Regions from separate parts of the Anas platyrhynchos genome. Here region 1 is linked to region 2. A link is a contact called in public Hi-C data. All regions are on one chromosome and are shown on one strand. The core of a region is the stretch at or near the end of the contact, and the rest is flanking DNA. Distances in the headings are between cores, read along the strand shown. Region 1 overlaps CACHD1 (cache domain containing 1). Region 2 overlaps LOC106018117 (a long non-coding RNA gene).

Region 1 (6,262 bases), core at 122-2,621, 120 kb before region 2:
CCCAAAATGTACAGGTACACCTGTGATATTTTACAATACAGCAGCATTACATTCTAAGTGCCACTTTTACTGACAAAGAAGAACGAGCACCCCAAATTCAATGCAAGTGAGATTTGCTGACACATTTGTCGAAGGTACATGCTAGACTTGGCCGCTCCTTGCCAAGGCTGAACAAAGGTAGCAGCTTTGCATACCTTTTGCATATTGTCACAATTGTAATTTCTAAGTTGCAGCTCAGCTGCTGCTGGAACTGGTCATGATGGGGGGGCAAAAGAGAAAAACCTCCTCCACACAGTTGAGATTACAGTCTTTTAAAAAGAATAAATGCAATTTTTCATCATGAGACTGGAGGAACACTGGAAGTTACAACTTAGTTAAAACATTGTCCAGCCATTTTCTACTGCTAATCAGTATGGAGTTTCCTTTTTTAAAAATTTCTAACTTGTTAAGAAAACAAATAGCTCATTTACTTTAATATTTTTGACAGAGAAGTGATTTGGTACTTACTGATTCCTCTGTCTTCATGGCTGTCATCGTCTCTCTCGTCCCTATCATTTTCCAGGTTCGACATACGCACTGACATTTCTACACACCATTACAAACAGAAAAATGCAACTGTTAAGAGAAAAATTTTGGATCAACTTACTAATGGCTGTTACCCTGGTATTATAGTGGAATCACTTTGTATTACTGTTTGAAGAGATGCAGCTTGGTGTGCTCTGTTTCCAAGATAGATGGGGCATAGGGATATCAGGAAAATGATACACCCCACAGCCCTGAATGGAACAGGCTTTATAGAAAGCAAACTGATTCAAAATGTAGACAAGGTAATCAAATATACAGGTAATTAGCACCAATCACACTCTTCTCTCTGTAACTTTCTAACCACCATCACTTCTCAACAACATTTCTCCCAAATTCAGTTTTGTCTCTCAGACTTCAGTGCCTTCGTCACAAAAATATCCTCTCATCACAAGTTTAAAAGGGCTCTGTGATTCCAGAAAAGCTTCTATGCCCTGCCCAGGCAGCCACAGAAGAAAGGATTTTGCTCTGTTTGGCCTCTTTGATGTCTGTGATCTCAAGAACATCACGTGGAACAGAAGCAGGGATACAAGTAAAAAACAAACATGTCCCAGACAGCCCAAACAGAATGGGTATGAGAACTGTAATACTCCTCAAATCATCACTCCAGTGCAGAAATAAACATATTTGACCAGCATGCTGTGACGAGGCCCTCAAAGCTGTGAACTTGGGCTTATCATTTTAACTCTGGAAAAATCATAACTTCAGCTTCCTGATAGGAAATGCTTTTGAGTTTTTCGGGCAGCATTTCCTCTGGAGGCAGCAGGTTGGACTACACCCAGAAGAGGGCAGCAATACACAAGCACCCTGGATGTGACCTTTTACAGAGGCTGGCAAGAGAGAAATACAATGGTGTGAAGCATTGAGGGGAGAAAAAAACAAGAAAAAAGATTTTTTTTTCTGTGTGCATTTTTGTTGTTGTTTTCAGGTTTCAATTCCCGTATCTACTACTTCTCTCAACAGTTATCAGCTCACCCTGTGCAGCCAAAGGTGACATGTGCTGGTGACTCCTCCGATGTATCTGGTGGCGATAGGCGTATACTGCTAGGACAAGCACCATAATGCAGCCCATAATGCCTCCAGCCACTGGCCCGACTGGTGCACTTTTGATCATGTTCAGAGTGATGACCTCATCTCCTAAATCAAAAGGCACAAAACATAGGGGGAAAAAAACATAAATGCTCTGCAGAAAGGTTTAAATCAATGTCTTGTGACTAGAGATGGAATCGGATGATCTTTAAGGTCCCTTCCAACCCAAACCATTCTGTGATTCTATTGACTTGAAGCATGCTCTGACATTGAAAGGGTATGCTACCGAACGAAAAGAGTTAATGCAGCGACTGTTCAGAAGGAGAGTTACCTATTGCTCCCAGGTCATCCACATAGGGGCTCTTGGCTCCCACAATGCCACCGAAGCATTCCTTCTGCGGGGCACAATAGGACTTATCCAGATGGGTCTTCCCATCGCTGTCTACCATACACCACTCACAGTCCAAGACACCAAAGCAATCCCTGAAAAATAAGAATGAAAGAAAACGATATTTACTGCCAAGTCCAGAACTTTTCATTTGACACAGCTCAGCCTATTTTAGAATCATGAGACAAAGGGAAGCCGAAGGCATCTGTAAACTCTCCTCTCACATTGTGTAACATTTGCCCACAAAAATTTCTCACTAAAATGGTCAGGTAGGACAAGGTTATTTATACAGGGAAGTTGTATCTTGAGCTTCCAAGCCTGTTTGATTTGTGTTCTTTTTTCTCCTCCCTCCCTCGCGTCGAGCAAAGGGAAAACTTCCTATTTGTAACTCCTCCAATAAGACGCTTCTCAGCATAGTGAAGCCTGACTACAGATCCACCCCTTTTCTGCAATCCTTTAGAAGACAGAAGAAAGGATTTGGAAAAGTCTGGTCAGAGCGTGATGTGTTCTAGCAATCTCAGTTCCCTAGAGACCACTCAAAACTGGCAAAAACTAAATAAGCCCTCAAGCATCTCCACAAAATGCCAAGAGTAGAACAGAGACACAGGAAGCTGACAGGCAGCGAACATTGCTAGCATGCTCCAAAGTCACCACTGTTAATGTATTGTCTCCTTTCTGTGAACACTTCAGTCCACATAGCCCTCCAGAAGGCAGACAAACATAGCAGTACTATCTGTTTTGCTAAAAAGAAGAATTTGTCCTTTCAACAGCAAATGTTGTACTTGCACAACCCTCAGTTCTTCAGAGTCATGAAGTGTGACTGGAAAGCCATTTGTTTGTTATTAATGGTGTTATGTGACTCAGACAGAAAGAGTGAGGTCTTGTGTTCCTGCACTACAACATAATGTCATCCTTGGTGTTTGCTACAATATCTCATTCTGGTATCATATTTCCTTTTTTCTTCCTTCAAACCATGTAAGGAGGAGCTATTTTCACTTAAAGGAATAATAGTAATTATGTCAAGAACACTGTATCTTCAGAAAGGGAGAACTGCACTTTACCCGCTCTCTGTCCTCTGATTGCACTGCGTGTTAATGCACTGCGGGAGAGCATCCTGGAGGCTGGGATCGATTGCTGTGAAAGTCATTGGCTCCTGATGCACTTCACAACTAGGATTCCTATATTGGGGCAAAAAGTAAAGCATTGTAACATAAGAAGTGATCAAGTAACAATCCATGAAAACCATCATTTTACCTACTACATTGTCATTTGCTTAAATCTACTAAAACATACTGTATATTCTCTCCTGTACCACCTGCTAGTTGCATGTACAAACACTCATTTTTGTTAACTTTCGTCCCATGAGACAGAACATTTGTCCTCACCTGCTTTCGGCGTTGGTGAGGTTGCCAGTACACTCGTTTACCTCCAGAGGGCACTCGCACGGGCATTCGCATTCGTTCTGCTCCATTCTTCAGAGGCAGAAAACAAAAACAATGCATCAGGCGGCTCGCGAATTTTAACCCCACAGTGCAGCTGCAGGACTGCTCGCCACTGAGAATGCTGTTCAGTGCCCCTTCTTCTCTTATCCCCTCTTACAAACATGGCAAGAACAAACTACTCTTAATACAGTGACACTATGGATTAAAGGACTAAAGGAATGCTAAACCACCATGACCCCTACAAGCAGCAAGAGTAAATTAACTGGTTTTCTCTTGAGTTTTGCACTGCATATTTTCACTTGGGTTATAAAATAAACACGTTTTAAAAAAACTTTTTATAAACTTTACAAAATGCCTGGACTAGCCCACTCCTATCAGATCTCCAGCTGACCTGTGGCAGTTCAGACAGAGCCTGTCCACCATGCTGCAGGCACAGAAAGCAAGCGAGTCGCAGGTCTCGTTGACGATTCCCACGAAGGCATTGGTGCCCGGTATCCTCGTCAGCCTGTACTTGGAGCAGTGACTGCCGTGGACAAGGTTTGTCAGATCTCCCTAGGAAAAAAAAAAAAAAAAAAAGCTGTGTTAATGGTATACCAAGGAACCTGTTCTTTATGGAGCTGAATGTTTCCCCCCTTGCATGGAAACACACAAAGCCGAGGGAACAAAAATGCATGGGAGAGCTGCCTTTCCAAACAAGAGACTTATGAAGTTGTTCTTCAACCTGTTGAGTTTTGCACATCTTCCAAGCCGCTACTGGGTGGAAAGACTTTGATGAAGATAGAAAAAAGATGCTTCGCTTGTAAACATCATGAGATGCAGCGGCGGGGCTGAGCCTGACATCCCGCTGACAGCAGGTTACGTTTCACTCCGTGGCACCGCTCACCCCACCCGTCCCACTGCGCCAGCTCTCCGTGACCTCCGCTACGAGGCTCAGCTGTGACGGGGAGGCACCATCACGACTTGTTGAAAACTTGCTGGCACACGTACATAAAGAACCCATACACCACAGCACTGTACAGCTGCGATCTATTTGGTAGGCAGGCTAATTTCTGATTCCGATTTGCACAGCACAATCTTAAGGTTTTGCTCTGTCCTATACAATTTCCTTTGGAGTAACCTGCTTTTTGCTTTGCATTTCAAATGTGGGGGAAATGTTTAAGCCTACCTGACACAAATCAATGTATTCTGACATAACTTTCAAATATTTTTGACACTCATTTCCCACCTTCTCATTAATAATTGAAAAGTGTTATTTGAAAAGGCAACTTCTCCCACAGAGCTTAACATCTTTTGAATAATTCTGCAGTAATCTTGCAAGGGTGGATCTGTTACACTGCAGTCGGCGTTCACCACGCAGTGAGAGATGACAGCCCCTGGCTTGGACCTCGAAGCACGGCTGAACACAAGAGAAATTCAGGTCTCCAGCCTGCAGTTTGACAAGTGATAACCTGGAAATGCTTGCGCACTTTGCATCACCAAATGCATTTGCTTGCTTGCCTAGCAAACCTCTCTCGTTTTCCTAATGCTGGCCTAAACTTTGCTGACATCAACCACAGTTGGCCATCCATAATCCCTTGTGTGTCAACTGACTTCTCATGTGAGAACTGTTTGTGTGGTTCAGATCACTGATTTCGTGTTTGGAGAGGGTGAACAGAGGCCAATCCACACAGAAGGCTGGCTTAGACTCATGTCTGCTGATCCTGGCAAGGATTTGTGTTTCCACCAAAAGAAACCCAACCCAACCAATGCACGTTCAAAAGCAAAATAAATACATAAATAAAAATACAACACACTTACCACTAAGCTGGTATTGAATTTATAAAACCGCTGAACTGTTCTGTCACTGAAGCTGTTGCAGAGGTTTTTCTTCACGAAGTTTGGGTGGTTAAGAATGTCATTTGCTACCAACGGCTCCTAAGTGAGAAATGCAGCATTTTATGCCTTTTAAATCAGGTATGAGCAGTGCCTTCTCTACAGTCCTCATCACCCCAGGAGTTAGAAAAGGGAGGAAGAGATCAAGAAAAAAGGAGCCAAACCTTATGCGTAATATGCTGCTGCTCTACCGGCGCGTGTCCTTTGGGGTCGATGAGGGTTGGGTGTGCCACGAGGTACCCCCTGTCCTCCATGATAAAGCACCTGCCCGCGACAAAAAAAGCCGTCAGTCTCCCGTTAGGCTTCCTTGGGCATTACAGGAACACAGTGCAATAAAACACCATCTTCAATTTCCAGCTGGAGGAAGAGCTCTTAAGGGCTTCCCATTACTAAAATAACAGGGCCATTAAACAAATTCACTGGAAAACAGTTTTGAAGGCTGCATCAGTTATCTCCCTGAAGCTTTTAAACCTGTTACTGCTGCTGCAAGCGTGGGCTATGGAGAACTTGAAAACTGAACTGGTTAGAAACAAAAAGGGAAACCGATCGGTGCATGGTCATGTCTGATCTGGAAAGGTCCTGAACTAAAGGAAGCGTACTGAACTCGCAAAGGTTTAAGAGTTTATTAATCTACTGTGTTACTGATTAAACAGAGGTTTCACACTCATTTAATGACGTCTGCTTTAGAATTAAATCTTAACAGAGAGCAATCACTTGTTCCACTCGCAGCCTCCCCAGCCTTTCCTCTCCCTTTGCAGCAATTCCCGTTAGTTTCCTGTGTGGTCTCAGGGAAGAGATGCCCCATGCGTGCCCCCACCCAGACAGCAGCATGCTGCGAGGCTGGAGCCTGCCCTGCCCGCAGCAGCCCTGGGCTTCGTGTTTCCATAGCCACAGACACGGCGCTGGGAAGGCTGGGGAGTTGTGCAGGGTTGCTGCCGGCACAAGGGAG
Region 2 (7,211 bases), core at 4,325-6,824:
GCAAAACAACGATGTTTCTGTACGGATAACAGTGCTGCGCTTTTCATCCACAGCTGCTGAGGAGCTCTGAGATGTCATAGTGATGCTCATGTCCTGTGCTTGGGGAAAACACAGCACAGAGAAGCAAGGCACCTTGCACGGCGCTCCTGGCCCCCAGCAGAACCAGGAAAGGAGCTTTCATCTTCCCAGCCCCACGCTTTCCCCTCCGAGCCTTTTCTTTACATAGAAGAGAATAATTTTTCCATTTTCTCCAGCCATGTTACTCCCTGAGATGGAGGCTGTGCTGAATGTTGTCAGCAGGCTTTACGTCAGGAGCTCTGGGAGCGTGTGATCTGTGATTGCTTAGTGGAGCTTTTGCCTCCAGAACTGGCCCGTGGGCAGAGCAGAAGCAGCGTAGGGTGAAAAAAAGATGCACAGCCCGCAGGGATGGTGTTGATTTGCAGCTTTCAGCCCCCTTGGACCCAAATGGTTTTGTGCAGGATGCTGCTACTCCACCTATCCGTATTTTTCTGCTAACTGGAGCCTGGCAGCCCCTCACCTCCATCACTGGCAGTGGTCTGTATTTGCCAAATTTAATGCAGATTTGCTAACAAGTGGGGTTAAGCTTGAATGGGTTTTCTCAGCAAGTAAATTACTTATATTTGAACTTTCCTTCACTTTTCTTTCCACTGCAGGCAAAAACATTGCAAGATCATTCACATTTTAAATGTTTTCCAACTGTGTGTGAGGCTTTGTCATGCACAATGATCCCCTTGCTGTTAGCACCCAGCAACAGCTCTACTCACAGCTCTTTTTTGACTGCCAGTGGTGTACTCCGTAGAGAAAGGGGAAACAGCTGCCAAATTGGTCTCCACTCTTAATTTACCCAGCATCATTCTTGTTTTATATTTAGAGCCGCAGCCTGGAAGCTATTAACCTCCTAGTTCTGTTACGCAATAATTCAAATGATCTTTTGGGTTTTGCTCAGATACAACTTGGGGTGTCAGAAGCAGCAGGGCTGATGGAGGCTGCAGTCCGTTCCCGTAGGCAGGATTTAGGAAATGGTATCCACCTCTTCCAGGGACTGTGAGTAAGTTAATTCACCTCTTATGACTTAGCTGCAGAGACAATGCTTTTCCTAGTAAAGCATGTGATGATTTTTTCTATGCATTGTCACTGGAAATTGCAGCTTTCACTTCCGTTTGGGACTTGTGAGAATTAACGAAGTTTTACTTCAAATCAATTTAGGATGGTGGGCGAGGACAAAAACATGCTGGATTCAGCGCAGCACGAAGAATACCTGCCCCAAGGAGATGCTTTTGCTTGTCTTTGCTCCTGCATTTTCTCTTTTATTTCACTAATCAATCACCAATGGCCATTATGTCAGCTCGGCCTCTTCTGGCATACATACCCCGGTATAATTATCGGCATGAATGGGTGATTGGCTGAGGAGGGGATCTGGGTGTTGTCTCTGGAGCCTGGCCTTTCTTTCCCATTGTATGCGCCTTCCTCCCTTGCCGACAGCTGATCAGACAGTGGTGTGGAATGTGCTATTTAATTTCTCTGCAATGAATCCACCAGCTCTGCCCTGTCATTGCAATTAGTCATACCCTCTCGGTGCATTATAATCCTCGCATATCACATCTCACCAAGTCGTTCCTATAGTGTTAGGAACAAAGCTCACTCACAAAAAAAATCACGAAAAGAGAAGCATCCAGAGGAAGTTGCTGCCGGGTGCTGTGGTTGGTGAGAATCTCCACAAGCAGCAATTTGATCTAACACTAACCTAGGGTTAGAGATTAAGAATGTGCTGGTGCCTTTTGTGAATGCAGGACTGTGCCTCACGAGGCAAGGTGAAAACCTTCCTCTGCCTGCTCTGAGCTGGGCACAAGGTCTGAGCAGTCAACAGGTAGAAAGAGTGCCCAGCTGCGAGAGAGGCTCCTGCACCTCGTCCCAGTCAGAGCAAGCACAAATTAATTTCACATCACTGTATATCCAGCTATGCCTTACCATGCAGACTTGATCCACATTGCATAACCCTAAATTGAAGGCAAGAGCAGTCAAAGTCAAGGCTGACCTCAGCACACAGAACCTAGCAGTTTCCTTCTCCAAAGGCTGCAGCAATAGGTATGCTCAGGGGCACTTGCTGCCCCTTGTATTTCCAGGACTGTTTAATTCTTCAGATTTTAGCAACACACTGAACGCTACTAGATTATTTAATCTGTGTCTGCACTAAACTTTAATACCTACTCATCTGACCACTGAAAGTGGGAAAATTGGCATCTGTTAGCTGTGGGAATGTAGATTATGGTTCATCACAGAGTTTTAGCCCAGAAAATGACAAGGGTAATACTTATCACAAACCACCACACGCAGTAATGACAGGCAGCTGTTGCGGTAATAAGAGAGCAATCAATAATTCATTTGATATTCCTTGTGCAATTAATCATGATAAATTAACGTGGCTTTAATGTGGCACTAACAAGCATTTCCTGGGCTCTCCGATGTAATTTAACAATTAATGTGCCATCATTTTAAATTGCAGCTGTCCTTGCTCTGCAGACACACGGAAATCATCAGAGCCACAATATCCAACAGAGACGGGATAATAGTTGGAAAGCTTTCAAAGAGTTGGGTTCTGGGAGGTTCATCTGCCCAGCTATGAGCATTTTGGTTTTGTCCCCCACCCTCCCCCAAAACTATTTAGGATTATTTCTGCCTTCAGGGCGGAACAACATTGCTTGTACCCAAGGAAGTCCGATCATGTATTTGCTGATACTATTTTTTCATTAACTACAAGAAGTGTATGTGTGCAGGTTATTTAAACCACTCAAATACATTGAGGGAACAGTATTAGTTACATCCAAGGGATTATTAAATACAGACAAGAGCTAGATAGAACAATTTTGAATTTGTTCTTAACTCACCCACTGAAAGGCTCCATTTTTTTTTTCATTTACACCAAGCTCCACAGAGAAAAGCTTTTTAGCCCTCTGTGTTTAGAACTGCTAAACTGGCCAGATTAAAAGATCCAGAGACATCTCTTGCAGAAGTGAAACACCTGCAGAAGGTATTGGGGCTAAAAAACAAATTCAGGATGGCCGAATGGGTCATTACTAGGATGCTGTTATCATGAGAATGGGGGATGCTATTCTCAGGAAAACGAAATTAAACAGTGTCTGCCTCCCCACTCAGACCCTAAAACATGGGGCTTCTGCAGAGCATCCCAGAAGTATCCTCTGGCTATTTCAGGGCCACACTAAAAGTCTCCAAAATCCCTGACTGAACGCTGCAGAAAAGCAGCATGCAAGGGCTGACTTGTGCCCTTATTGTTGCTACTCAGAGCAGCCGGGAGAGAGGGGCAAGATAGGGCTGATGATGCTGGCAGTAACTCCCCACAGGCTGGGCTTCACTTTACAGCAAATCTTGCAACATTTAGGGCTATTCACACCAACAATCAACACGGTGGGGAACCTGGCCACAAGACTTTAGTTTCTTATTTTCTATTAAAAAATAAATAATAAAAAAAAATAGGCAGCCTAGTTTTAGCATAAAGCACTTTGCCTTTGGGCATCAAACTCATTAAGAATTTGTTCACACCTCTTTCTTATGCTTAGAGTCAAATGAAAGATGTATTTGATTTAGCTGCTTCGCAAACAACTCATAAACTTCTGCCATTCTATCCCCTCCTTTTCAAGTGCTATCTTTTTGTCCTTGGATGCTCTAAATTATTAACATATTTTACAGTGTGCTCAAGATAAAAGAGATCTTTCAACTTTCATTCTCTCACCCCTTGGTTGAGCCAGTCACGTTGTTTCTCAATGGATACCTTTGATCAACCTGCTTGTTGGATGTTAAACCGCAGGACACCCCTGGTGAGAAAAGAAACCGGAGGAAGCCTTTCAGCAATCCCTTGCCGTCAGAATTTTCTGCTGATCTAGGGCAGCACTTTGAAGTCACCCCAGCTTACGGCTAGGCTCTGAGAGAGGTCACCCTTAATGTAAAGAAAAGCATAATTATAAAAGGAGCACGTGATTGTTATAAACATCTTACAAAACTAGAGTACATGTAGCCATGTGTGTCACTTTGCCTATCAGTGGAAGTTGCTAGCAGGGGTAATAAATCGTTTATTGACTTGACCCCCAGGCTGGTGTCACTATGAACAAGGCCCTCTGTACTTCACTAACCCTTTCTGACCTATTTTTCTGCCTGTCCTTAACATGAAATGTCATTGTGATACAGCTGCACAGAGCAAGTAATATCTTCTGTATGTAAGCCTGCAGCTATTCACAGGATTATTTAGGGAATGCTATTCAGAGCGAGGATAGCACAGCGCTGGAAAGCACAGCAGCCAGGAGACAAAGCACCTTCAGCTCTGTGTGTGTCTCTTCCCAGCACTGTGATCTCTATCACAGCCTGACGACAGCACACCATCTTTGCTATATTTCTGTGTTAATTTGCAGACGTGCATTTGGTGCTGTGCAACAACAGGGCCAGAAACCCCTGCAGAAATAAGACGGATCCCTGGTGTGCCCTTCGTTGTGGTGGCCAGGAGAATCACAGAATCACAGAATTTCTAGGTTGGAAGAGACCTCAAGATCATCAAGTCCAACCTCTAACCTAACACTAACAGTCCCCACTAAACCATATCCCTAAGCTCTACATCTAAACGTCTTTTAAAGACCTCCAGGGATGGTGACTCCACCACTTCCCTGGGCAGCCCGTTCCAGTGCCTAACAACCCTTTTGGTAAAGAAGTTCTTCCTAACATCCAACCTAAAACTCCCCTGGCGCAACTTTTGCCCATTCCCCCTCGTCCTGTCACCAGGCACGTGGGAGAACAGGCCAACCTCCACCTCACTACAGCCTCCTTTATGGTACCTGTAGAGAGCAATAAGGTCGCCCCTGAGCCTCCTCTCCAGGCTGAACAAGCCCAGCTCCTTCAGCCACTCCTCGTAGGACTTGTTCTCCAGGCCCCTCACCAGCTTCGTCGCCCTTCTCTGAACTCTCTCGAGCACCTCCATGTCCTTCTTGTAGCGAGGGGCCCAAAACTGAACACAGTACTCGAGGTGCGGCCTCACCAGAGCCGAGTACAGGGGGACGATCACCTCCCTAGCCCTGCTGGTCACACTGCTTCTGATACAAGCCAGGATGCTGTCGGCCTTCTTGGCCACCTGAGCACACTGCTGGCTCACATTCAGCCGACTGTCCACCATCACTCCCAGGTCCTTCTCTGCCTGGCAGCTCTCCAACCACTCATCTCCCAGCCTGTAGCTCTGCTTGGGGTTATTGCGCCCCATGTGCAGGACCCGGCACTTGGCCTTGTTGAACTTCATGCAGTTAAACAAGAAGTGTGTGTGTCCCTCAGAGGTGCTTCACAGTGCTCACCAGCACTGTGCCCTGCTCCCAGTCGTTCAGGCACGGTGCTTTCTGAGGGCTGTGTGACACCGGGACATTTATGGCTTCTAGGGGATGGCACCAAGGCACCCTAACTTCTACCAGCGCCCTGCAGGCGAGGACGGAAGCTGGGAGCTCCTGGAGAAAGCAGAGTGCACACAGCAAAACGACACTGATGCACATGGAGCCGACTCCTTTGGCACTGTGTTTTGAAGGGATTTAACCCTCTGTGTTAAGCCGCTTTGTCTCCCCACGAAAGGCCGGGGAGCGCCGAGGCCCTGAGGCCGGCCTAGGCCCGGCGCGGCGCTGCGGTGCCACCCAGCGGAGCGGGGCCGCAGCGGCGGGGCCGGGACCGCCCGGGATCCACCGGTACCCCGAAACAGATCCCCGGGGATCTGTGGATCAATTAGTTTTACTTCGTGCGTGTGATAAACGGCGAGCGAACAGCCTCTGCTCCCTCAGGGGAACCGCCGCCTCAGCTCGCAGCAGACGCGCGCAGGTTGCAGAGGCAAAGGTCACAGATAAGAGCCCATAAAGAAGTGTGAAATTTAAAGGGCTGCAGTTCAGCGTCCCATTACCCTGCAGGCAGGAAAGTCTGGAGCTGGATTTTCATCAGAAAAGCTGTGAGGCATTTGTAGCTGCAGATAATTCTCCACACATGGTCAATGGGATTAAGTGATATCACCCGCATCCACAGGCTGCAGTACAAGCTACAGCTTCAGTCAGATACAGCTTGAATTCCCAGCTGTGAACAGTTTCTAGAAAGGCACCAAATATACAACTTTGTGCCCTTCCATGCCTTCAGACGCCTGTATGACAGAGCTAATGCCTATCCAGACCCATTGCATGTTCAGTGCCTGCTATCGTGAATCCCATTTTTAGGTCAAGAATGATTATTTTTCCAGATGTACAGGTATAGGTCTCTACGGGATGCAGCTTTGTCCCTTGTATTACCAAACCTTGTTACCTTGTTTAGTTATTTTCCTTGCTCAGACTAAGCAGATATCACAAATCAGAGCCTGTGATGCATACAAGGTATCATAATGCCTCATATTGCAAGGCCAGTGGGAGAATTTTCTTAGAAAAGTGAGTTTATTGATAAGCTCCAAGGGTTCTGCTTAGCTAGAGAAATGCCACAATCTTTTCAGAGCATGAAAAGCATGCTGTGAACATTCGAGCACAACAAAGAAACAAACTCTGTACCTTTACTGCCCTCTCAGACAGGGGAGGTCAAATGAGAAAGAAGTCTTAGGAAGGTGAAATGACTTGATCATGGTCACATCATAGCAGCACAGCTGTGGAGAGATGACAGGTTATCTATTCTTCAGTCCTGTGCTCTCTTCTTAAATACTGCAGTGCCTACAGGCATGGCTGTATATAGGTATAATACAGTTTTCAATGTTCTTTCAACACCATCCTCGTGGTCATAAAAATCCCAAGCTTCCTGTTACTGAGAAGAAATGTCATGTGTGTTACACACACACAGCCCTGGCCGTGGAATGGGGTGGTTTTGTGATAGCTGCCCTGCTTGCCTGCTGTGTCAGCTTGGGAACAGGTTTCAGAGGTCTGACATTCATATCTTTTTATCTCTAGGTATTCTGCGAAATATTTTTGAAGTTTAATTACACAACCAAAATTTCTAATGGATTCCTACACCATAGTACTCTGGTCTGTCATCATTATGCTCCAGTCCTAAGGTTTATTTTTTCCCTGGGACAAAGTGTACAAGTATTAAAACACACACCTCTCAATAGGCAGTGTACAGACATGTGAAGAAGCCAGTGCCTTGAAGACTGTAAAAACATTTCTTTTGTAATCTCTGAGATCTTCTGTGAA

What was found. A called contact is a pair of places that touch in the nucleus more often than the background predicts.
Region 1: a Hi-C map of F1 follicle shows a contact between it and region 2, with 4 times the contacts expected there. The contact joins two enhancer-like sites. A contact is called at or near these places in 6 of 8 Hi-C or Micro-C datasets (F1 follicle, F5 follicle, liver and 2 more).

What each region holds. Positions count from the first base shown.
Region 1 is chr8:37,602,065-37,608,326 of IASCAAS_PekinDuck_T2T, reverse strand. CACHD1 (cache domain containing 1) reads right to left here. Exons shown (of 29, transcript XM_072041811.1): 18 at 5,478-5,577; 19 at 5,239-5,355; 20 at 3,833-3,993; 21 at 3,385-3,471; 22 at 3,061-3,177; 23 at 1,943-2,094; 24 at 1,558-1,719; 25 at 508-585. Among named protein-coding and RNA genes, the nearest start is that of RAVER2, 19 kb to the left of the region's middle. Within about 2 kb of position 1,371, at least 2 of the 8 cell types and tissues checked have an H3K27ac peak or open chromatin away from gene starts, as enhancers often do.
Region 2 is chr8:37,481,729-37,488,939 of IASCAAS_PekinDuck_T2T, reverse strand. It overlaps LOC106018117 (a long non-coding RNA gene), which reads right to left. Exons shown (of 6, transcript XR_011811041.1): 4 at 6,579-7,211; 5 at 3,770-3,973. Among named protein-coding and RNA genes, the nearest start is that of CACHD1, 33 kb to the left of the region's middle. Within about 2 kb of position 5,574, at least 1 of the 8 cell types and tissues checked has an H3K27ac peak or open chromatin away from gene starts, as enhancers often do.